2 separate regions of the Anas platyrhynchos genome follow, and region 2 is linked to region 1. Evidence: chromatin contacts called from public Hi-C data. All regions are on one chromosome and are shown on one strand. Each heading gives the region's core, a stretch centred on a gene start, on an enhancer-like site or on the middle of the called end of the contact. The rest is flanking DNA. Distances are from core to core; before and after follow the strand shown.

Region 1 (4,482 bases), core at 1,238-3,737:
ACTCTGTACCCTGTTTAAAAGTGTACTGAGGCCTGAAGGGGGCACAAAGGCCCTATCAGTCCTCAGAGGGGACAGTATGAACTGCTCAGGCTCCCACAGGAGCTAAACGATGGATGGTCCTTCTGTGAAGGCTTAGTGCCACGTAAGGTTGAGTGTGCAGATGCTCTTAGGTTAGGTTGTCTGTCTCTGCACTGTTGTTAACACTCCTTTGATGTGTAAGGTCAGCTCAATAACTTAACAACTAAATTATTTTAGATAATGCAGCCAGACCACTACACAACAACTGTTGCAGAGGGCATTCTAATTTGGCTGCAAAAGATGGTGAATGGAAGGATTTACACCAGACAAGCACCACTCTTTTAGTGGGGACAGATGTATTTTTCAGTGGTTGTTGAAAAAGAAGTGGTGCTACAGTGTCCCCAGGCTCTATGCTTTTTTATTATAAACTTTACAAAATAACTTTCAAAAGCTCATGTGAGCCACTTGATTAATATGAGACTTGCTTTACAGATGATGGATGTAGGCACTGTATTAAATTATGCAAGCCTATTTGTATCTCCTTATTATTAGCAAGCCAAGATTATAAGTGCTTGCTGAATTTCTTTTTCCAGAGCAAAAACTGCCACATCTGTCTCTGTATTTTTGGAGGTTTTCTTTGTTTCACTCTTTTTTTTTTTTAAAGCAGGATGCTACAACCCAGTCACCCTCAGCTGTTTGTACAGTTAGCCAGTGTTTACAACAGCCATTTCTGCAGCACCACTACTTGTCAGACAGTACTGCGAGCCAGTTAAACATAAAGTTGATTACATGTACGTATGACACATACACTGTTACCAAGGCACAAACTTCCTGTGTATTTTTCTGAGCTTGAAAGATACCTCCCCATTTTTCACCTGCGCATTTACATGCACACACAGAGGTGTAGTCAGATTGCTATCTTCATCTAGATCTCTAAAAGCAGTACACATGAAATGCTGTATGAGAAGTATCTCCCTGTGGTTCAGGGAAAAATATGTATGAGAAGTATTTCCCTGTGGTTCAGGGAAAAATAAGATCAGAAAAAGAGGTATTCACCCCTCAAAGTACTCTGAGAGACTTAAGTGTTTAAAGATGCTTACTATCGCCTTTTTACTGAGTTCCAAACATGAGAAAATTAAGGGAAAGTTTCCAAGATTTTCTCGCAATCAGGGCATTAGAAGCCAAACTCTTAACATGTTTGTGAGAGGGATCTACCGAGCTTACGAAAACGTGGGCTTTCTCAAGCTATCCCAGAACGAGAGACACTGCAGGGAACAAAACGCACCTCACAAATCTTTCCGTCAGTTGATGCACAAAATCAAATATCTCGTGCCAGTTCTGCGCTACGCTCCCAGACCTGGAAAGAAAACCAGAAGCGTGTGAGTCGTAGGCCTGAGTTACGGAAAGGGGGGGGAGGAAAGGGGCATTTCCAGCGAGACCCAGCCCCCCAGGACTGTTTGGTCCCCTCAGGACCCCCCCGGAGGTTCCCGGGAGCGGTTTTGGGGCTGTTTCCCGGTGAGGCAGCGAGCAGCAGCCGAGCCCGGCCGCCGCAAACTTCCCCGCCACAAACCCCACCGCCGGCAGCTGCGGCGGGGGAGGGGCGGCAGCTGCCCGAAAAACGGCCGCCGCCGGCACTTTTTTTTTACTCAGAAAGCGCCTTTTTACCTCACAAAAACAATAATAATAATAAAATAATACATAATAATAGTAAAACAAACGCGACGGTGGCGCGCGGCGACCGTTAGCCCGGCGCGGCGGCGGCGGCTGAGCGCGGCGCGGGGACCGTTAGCCCGCTGAGGCGAGCCCCGCGCGCTGACCGTTAGCCCCCTGAGGGGGGCCGAGAGCCCGCTGAGGCGACCGCCAGCCCCGCTCGCCGCCCCCTCAGCCCCCCGCGCAGCCCTTACTTGTCCAGCACGAAGTACAGGTCGAAGGCGCCGTGGCACGACGGCTGCTCCGGGGCCGGAGAGGCGGCGGCGGGCGGGAGCAGCAGCAGCAGCAGCGACAGCAGCAGCGGCGGCGGCGGCAGCGAGAGCCCCGCCATGGGGCCTCGGGGCGGCGGCGAGGGGACGCGGGGGCCCGGCGCGGCCGTGCTGCCGCTCAGCGGGCGCGGGCGCTGCTCGAGTGGCCGCCCCTCGCCCGCCGCCGCGGCTCGCCCGGCCCGGCCCGGCCCGGCCCTTCCCCGCCCGTCAGCGGCGGGGGCCGGGGCCGGGCGGGCTCGGCCCGCCTCCCTCACCGCCCCCCCGCTCCCCGGCCCCGTTGGCCGCCCGCAGCCCCGAGCAGGGCGACCCGGCTCCGCCGCAGGCGCCTCCCCGCCCGGCTCGGCCGTGCCGTGCCCTCCCCTCAGGCGCTGCCCTGCCGGCTCTCTGAGGCAAGTTTGAGAGCCGAGCGAGGCGCTTGCCACACGCCACGGGGCTCGGAGCCGCTGCTTGCGGTGCAAACTCAGAAGCGAGGCGCAGCCGGGGCTCCCCGGGCCCCCCGGCAGCCCCCTGAAGGCCGGGACGCCGAGCTCAGCCCGAGCGAGCCTGCCGCCCTCCGAGGAGGCTGAACCGCCGGCCTCCTCGCGTTGTGTCTTTTTAAACTATTGTTCTTATTTTTAGATCACTGCTTCCCTTTGTAAGCACTTTGCCAGCTCAAAGACCGCTCAAGTTCTTTTTCTCCCCCCCGAAACCAACCAAAAGCTGTTCCAAGTCGTGTTACATCCATGCGCATTAACCATTTTCTCCTTTCAGGAACCGGCTCCGACAGACCCAAACTGTTGCTCTGGGACTGCGCACGTGGTAACCACCAAACTGCACCGCTTCACAATAGACTCTGCCGTGCTAAATATAGAGCAGGCATTTGGTTTGAAGCATAAGCTGGATCCTTCGCAGCGAACATGAGGCACTGTGGAAAGCGTCACTTTATGCTGCAAGAATATTATCTTTTCAGAGTTTGCCATCTGGGGCCTCAGGTTTTCGCAGGAAGTTCAAATATGCTTTATAATCTTAAAATATTATCTGAAGGCTAAAAAGATGCGTGAGTTTTCTCTGATGAAAAATTCTAGCCACGAGCTGCATAGACCAAAATTATCTCCCAAGTTAAAAATAAATGTCTAGCCTCTAGTTCTTTGTTTCCTGCATGGAGTTTTCGCCACAAGCACTATGTGACGAGTGATTGACAGGATTTCAAATAAAGTTGGTTTTTCTTTTATTCACCATTTTGTTTTAACAGCATCTGATCCAAGCGGCTTTAATTTCCAGTGGGCTGCATTCACAGCTACGATGCAGGGAAGCTGAAGGTGCGGGGCTCTCCAGCGCCAGAGACTTCAGGAGAACTCAGGAGACTTCAGGCTTAGGGCTAGGCAGGGCATTCTTCCTCACCATGTGTTAAGCTACGTTTTTCTAGCCAAATAATATGTCCCAGAGCTCTCAATTTCACCAAAAATGTGTCTCCTACCATGATATCAGCCATGGGAGCAATGAATCAGTAAGGCTGTCCAACTGTGGCAAGATAAAACATGGGTCAGAGGTGCCCAATGCCTTACAAGAAAATACAAGTTTCCTTCAGAATTGGACAGTCTCCTGAAACAAATGTCTTGCGGTGGAACTGGCCACAGGGTGAGCAGTTTACCAAGACAAAAATCCCCCAGAAATTACCTTTTTCTGCCCCATCCCCTGCCAAATGAATTATTCAGGAATCAATGTGAGTTTGTGACTGGCAGTAAGCTGTCACGTCATTGTGGCTTTTATTAAATTAATGTTTTATGGGGTTGCAGGAGGCCTGGTATGCAGGGAACACAGATGGGACCGGGAGGAATTAGCCTCTTCAGACGTGTAAGAGGGGTGCTGCAGCCGAGTGCTCCTGGCCTGCGTTTCAGGGCTGCTGGGAGCACACCCAAGCGTGACCGTGACCTCGAGCTGTGTCCCTATTAGAGAAGCACATCGTACTGCAAGCTTCTGTGACAGAACCTCTGCTTTACTGCGGGTATGGCTGGCACGCAGCTCGGGAGAATGCAGCTGGCTTGCTGGGTGAGAAAAACTTGCGGTGTGGTGGACTGATATTTGTTATCCTCATGGAGCCTCCATCTCTGAGTCGACATCTTTCTTGTTCATGCGTGACAAAACACAAGAAGAATCCCGTGTCAGTCACGGCAGCGATAAGCTGGCAAAGTTGATATCTCTAACATCCATCTTCTCCTTGTCACTTCTAACAAACAGGTTTCCCACGCTGAATTGATTGTTGGAACGACAGGACGCCGCATAGAATTCTAAAGTCTTTTCTTGCTAAATTGGATCACAACACAGTTCCACTACTGTGAGATCAAACAAGTATTTTCTCTTTCCCTGCGGCAGACGTAGGAACAACCTTGGTCTTTAAACAAGTACTATTCCCTACAGAAAGAGTGATGTGAGGAGTGCAGAGACTGGTAGGGGACACAAGCAGGCAGAGGGCCCAAACTAACCAAAAAGGTGTTTCATGCTGAAC
Region 2 (4,482 bases), core at 778-3,277, 99 kb before region 1:
GTATGCTCAAAATCTACCTAAAAGAGCAACCGCATAAGAAGAAACAAAGTACGGGCAAATAGTGCTATATATTTTTAACCTTAGAAGGACTTTTTTTACACTGTCGTATTTCTTCAGCAACTTGAGATAAATGGAATGTCATATAAGTTGTTTATTATTCTCGTATTTATGTAATGTAGCCTCCTTAGCATGTGTGCATGCACCTCACGATCTTTCCAAGCAATCTGGCAGCCATGTAGGTCAGTTTTCAGAAGACACATATCTGAATTTCAAGAACAGTTGTTTCAGGATGAGAACTGGCAGCATCTGACTGCTTTGAGGAGAATGTGCCAGCACAGGTTACAGATACCTCAGTAGCTAAGTCCGACATCAGACCCAACTCTCATCCCTGGGGCTTGCTTTAGGTGAGGCCAACTAAAATGCGAGCCAAGTGCAGAAAAGGAAGACAACATGAATTTCTTTTAAAAGGTAGTTCCCTTTTTCTGCACCAAATAACTACTGCATTTTAGAGTATTGGCCAGAAACTGTCAGTAAAAGGTTCAAAACAGGTTATTTTAGAGATGTGACCAAATATATAAAGTGCATAGTGGATGGCCAGGTGGCTGTAGCTGCTGTGTCAAAAAAATGTTTCTTGCAGGAAAATACGTAGCTCATCTGTAGCCATCTTCCTCAAACTGTTACCTTAATGTAAGTACTACATTGTGGAGAGAAGCCCTGTGGGTGTCTTAAACCCACTGATGTGTTATATCTGATGTGGTCCTGATGCAGTGTTCACTACTGTTCAGCAAAGCTGCAAAGATCTGATTTGTTGGTTTCCCCAAACGCCCCTGACTTGTGCATGTGGTTTGGTAAATCTTGTGTTGGCGCGCTTTGCTGTTTGGAGCAAACATTCACTGGTCACACGTGCGTGCGTACAAAACGCTGCTGTTACGATCTGGCAAGGCTTGGTAACCACTTCGTACATACTTTGCTCAGATGTAAATGAACATGCTTGGTGCAGTGAGGAATCGGGGGGTATTAGCTGTAGTATTTTTAGTACACTGGCGGCTTTGGGAAAATGCTATTAAGAACAGCTTTTCACCCCCACTGATAACGCTTATTTTGTAACTGGACATATGGACATTTCCGCACAGTTGCTACAGTGAATAAAAGCTTGGAAGTACATGCTTACCAGTGGTGTAACCTTGTGAAAACCAGGACTGAAAGGATTTGTAGCTCAATATGTTGTGTGGCACTGAAAGGAGCATTTCTACCAAGACTCACGGTACTTGAGAGCACCGATTCAGGGGTAGGCTTTGAAGACATTTTTCCCACCTTGGAAAACTTGAGAAGAGTAATCCACAAAGTCCCCTCCACACTATGCTCCTGGTAATTAGGTTGAACGCAAGCAGCACACGTGCTGCACAGCCACACGTCTGTGTCTGCAGGGAGCTGGGCTCCATGGGGTTGCTCGGGGCATGAGCATCAGTAGGAGCAGCACGCGCCGCGGTTATTCGTATGGTCGGTACCCTGTTGTGTCTCTGAGTGCCATCACCCTGTGACTTACACCGCAGGGAGACAGCTCATGCCCTGACCAGTTTTCAGAGAAGGGCAAGAAGGGGAGTGGATTGCCGGCAGCTGGGGAAGTTAAGGGAAAAAAGTGCTCAACTAGTGTGAGCATTTGCTGTCTTGCCCAGACAGGTTGTGGTAATGAGGAAGGGAGGGATTTATCTTCCTTTGCCAAGTTTTCTGTGACTGCTTTATTCAGCAGTTCTCCAAATAATCTACTGCCTTGAAAAACAGTGGTTGTGACAAGCTGCTTCTCCTGCGAGTTGGCCTTCCAGGTCTGGGAGAAGAGAGGACGATGAGCTGCTGAGCTGGTTGTGTGGGCCTTAGGGGAGAATAAAACTGTATGCATTTGTAGCATCTGCTTCAAAAGGAGGTTGTGGCAAATATTTTATTCAGCAGAGCTGGAGGTCTCCTGTCTCTAGAGGGCAGGAGTTTGTTGTTTTCCTCAGATGAGGCAAGCATTGCTTATGCAAAAGGAAAGGATGTGGAAATGGCCTGCAGAGTCCCTGTTTCCCCGTCGCGGGTTCTGTGGAGCGAGGGCCTCAGCTCTCTCCATCTGACCCCTTGGCAGGAAGCCTCCCGCACTTGCAGCGCTTCTGCCTCCATGGAAATGCACCATGGCCTGGCAAGGTTTGACCCTGCTTTCCTGAAGGACACATTAATGTTTTCCCATTGCAAGCGCTTGCCAATGGAGGGCTCTGCTCCTTCAGATCTAATTATGCCTTGGAAGGCAGCTCGGGCTTGTTCTCACTGCCAGAGGGAAAGTGATCTCTGTCCTGGCGGGCGTCCCAGCACACACCTAACCCAGTGCTGCCGCTCACCCAAAGGGGCGCGCTGACCGGGCCACCTCTTCCCCTGTGATGCCCAGAGCGATAAGCTGAGCTTGTGTGGGGAGAGTTCCCTCACCTCGAGTGAGAAGGCAGAGGGCGTGGGATCGTGGGATTTTATTTCTAGGTGCAGCTCCAAGAGTTCTTCCTTAATTTCTGCGGTATCTCATCCGCTGTATTGTTCTGTGGTATTTCTGCTGTAGCTCTGCAGGGAGGAGGAGGGGGGAGCTCTGAAGATAGAGCTGTTTTCTCTGAGAAGTGTCTTTCCTCTTTGAACTCTTAAATGTACGGGGATGAATCCTTGTCAGGAGTATTACTGGGGGACCCCATTTATATTATGGGAGGACTGCAGCCAAATTGATGTCAGGCCTGAACTATTGTGCCAAATGGCTTCCCCATGTTAGCATCAGGAAGGACTTCTTGAGTCCTCTACATCTTTTTATAGGGAAAAAAAGAAAGAAAAAAAAATGCTTCTACATGCGTAAAATTTCAAACCTTGTGAAATCAGAAGAGGATCTTAAGAGAAGCCCACTAAAGCCAACAAACACCACAACCTGGCATTCGTAGGAGTTTTTTCATCAAAAAAGGCAAGAATACCAGAAATTTACAGTTCCTAGAGATGGCATCTCACACACAAAAGTCTAACATCTCAATTATTCTTCCTTCATCCCCTGTATGCAACCACTTGAAGTGGGAAGAATGCAATTTATCTTTCTCTGACATCGTTGATAGCAACAGATAAACCAAAACCATTTTCTTCCAGCTCCTTCCCTCCACAGTCATGACCTCAGCTGAGGAAAGTCCCCTTCAAGCCCATCCTAAAACCTCCTTCCTTTACAGACACTTCCCAGAGCCTCGTCTTCCTGATGCATGTCTTTAACACAGCCTTTTCTGAAGAAACATCCTCTCTGAACAGCCCATGTAAGTAAGAAGCAGATGCTCTACAACTGTAATGTCTGCGAGTCATCCAGGGGTCACGTTCTCAGCTTGTAACACAACAAAAACGTGGAATTCATACCCCAGCTCATGGCCTGGCTCTTTTGATTTGCAGCAACCATCTAGCATATGATAATTATTTGAAAAGAGAGGATGAACATTTAGGATGATATATAATTATTTTTGCCTTTTAATAATGACCACATTATTACTGTGGGGGAAAATCTAACTTAAAATCTGTGAAAAACATGAATCTGCTGGAAGACGTAGATAGGGTTTAAGCGAATTCTCTTTGGAAGAAGCCTGGAAATCCCCCAGCACGGTGGGTGGGTGCGGCTGTAGCACAGTTGTGACTGCTGAGATTGAGATGGCTCCGTAGCTGGAGAGACAGAGCCGCAGCAGGAACCTCACGAATGCCTGCGCGCACACTGCATGTAACAGCCCTCTAGATGCCACTGTGATCCAGCTGTCACTTCACCACTTCACCAACCGAAGCCTTTACAGTGCTATCTGATAGCTGGATTCTTTGCCGTAATAATGAATTCAGCATTAATGACATTGACCACTGGGCCCAGTAAGGAACGCGAACGCCAAGCTGTTTCCGACCCCTCAACCCATGTCGGCTTCCCTGGTACAATGAGCACATGTCGACCAGTCAGCTCCCCTTCCCGCAGACAAAACCCCACAGCACATCATTAGGCTTTCGTTTCCATTCACATGGATTACTAATTGTCAACTCTGCAGATATTTGGACATCGCTGCTGTCCCCCTACCAAACCTTTTCCATACAGAGTGGTGTTGAAGTGGCAGCTCCAGAATCCTCTACCTTGAACCAAGGCCTAAACCCTTCATGACAGCCAAATTCTTGTACAGCACAATAATTAAAATGACCACAGGATGTATTTTCTGCTGTGGCCTGCGCCACATCTGATTTAGACCTTCTGGATTATGAAAGAGGAGAATTTATAAAGCTATCTGATTTATGTTCTTACGCATCGCTGTCAATCTGCTTTGCTCTTGACTTGCAAAGATGTCTATTAATGGTATGTCAGACATAATTCAAACGGGGTGAATTTATTGCTATTGTTGCTAGTATTACAGCTGGTTGAAGCCCTAGTCATTGACCCACGATCTGCTGTGCTCAGGGCTCAGAAAGCCTGGAAGAAGAGAT

The links. A called contact is a pair of places that touch in the nucleus more often than the background predicts.
Region 2: a Hi-C map of subcutaneous adipose tissue shows a contact between it and region 1, with 2.6 times the contacts expected there. The contact joins the enhancer-like site here to the promoter of ANTXR2 in region 1. A contact is called at or near these places in 2 of 8 Hi-C or Micro-C datasets (liver and subcutaneous adipose tissue).

Annotation. Positions count from the first base shown.
Region 1 is chr4:49,216,942-49,221,423 of IASCAAS_PekinDuck_T2T, reverse strand. ANTXR2 (ANTXR cell adhesion molecule 2) reads right to left here and starts at 2,487. Exons shown (of 17, transcript XM_027456989.3): 1 at 1,923-2,487; 2 at 1,304-1,375. The coding sequence starts at 2,059. LOC101789388 (a long non-coding RNA gene) reads left to right here. Exons shown (of 13, transcript XR_005265295.2): 10 at 1-1,397; 11 at 2,748-4,482.
Region 2 is chr4:49,315,381-49,319,862 of IASCAAS_PekinDuck_T2T, reverse strand. All of the region lies in intron 16 of ANTXR2 (ANTXR cell adhesion molecule 2), which reads right to left. The region is part of intron 11 of LOC106014946 (a long non-coding RNA gene); the gene reads left to right. Among named protein-coding and RNA genes, the nearest start is that of ANTXR2, 99 kb to the right of the region's middle. Within about 2 kb of position 2,027, at least 1 of the 8 cell types and tissues checked has an H3K27ac peak or open chromatin away from gene starts, as enhancers often do. A contact at or near this core is called in subcutaneous adipose tissue, where this site is marked.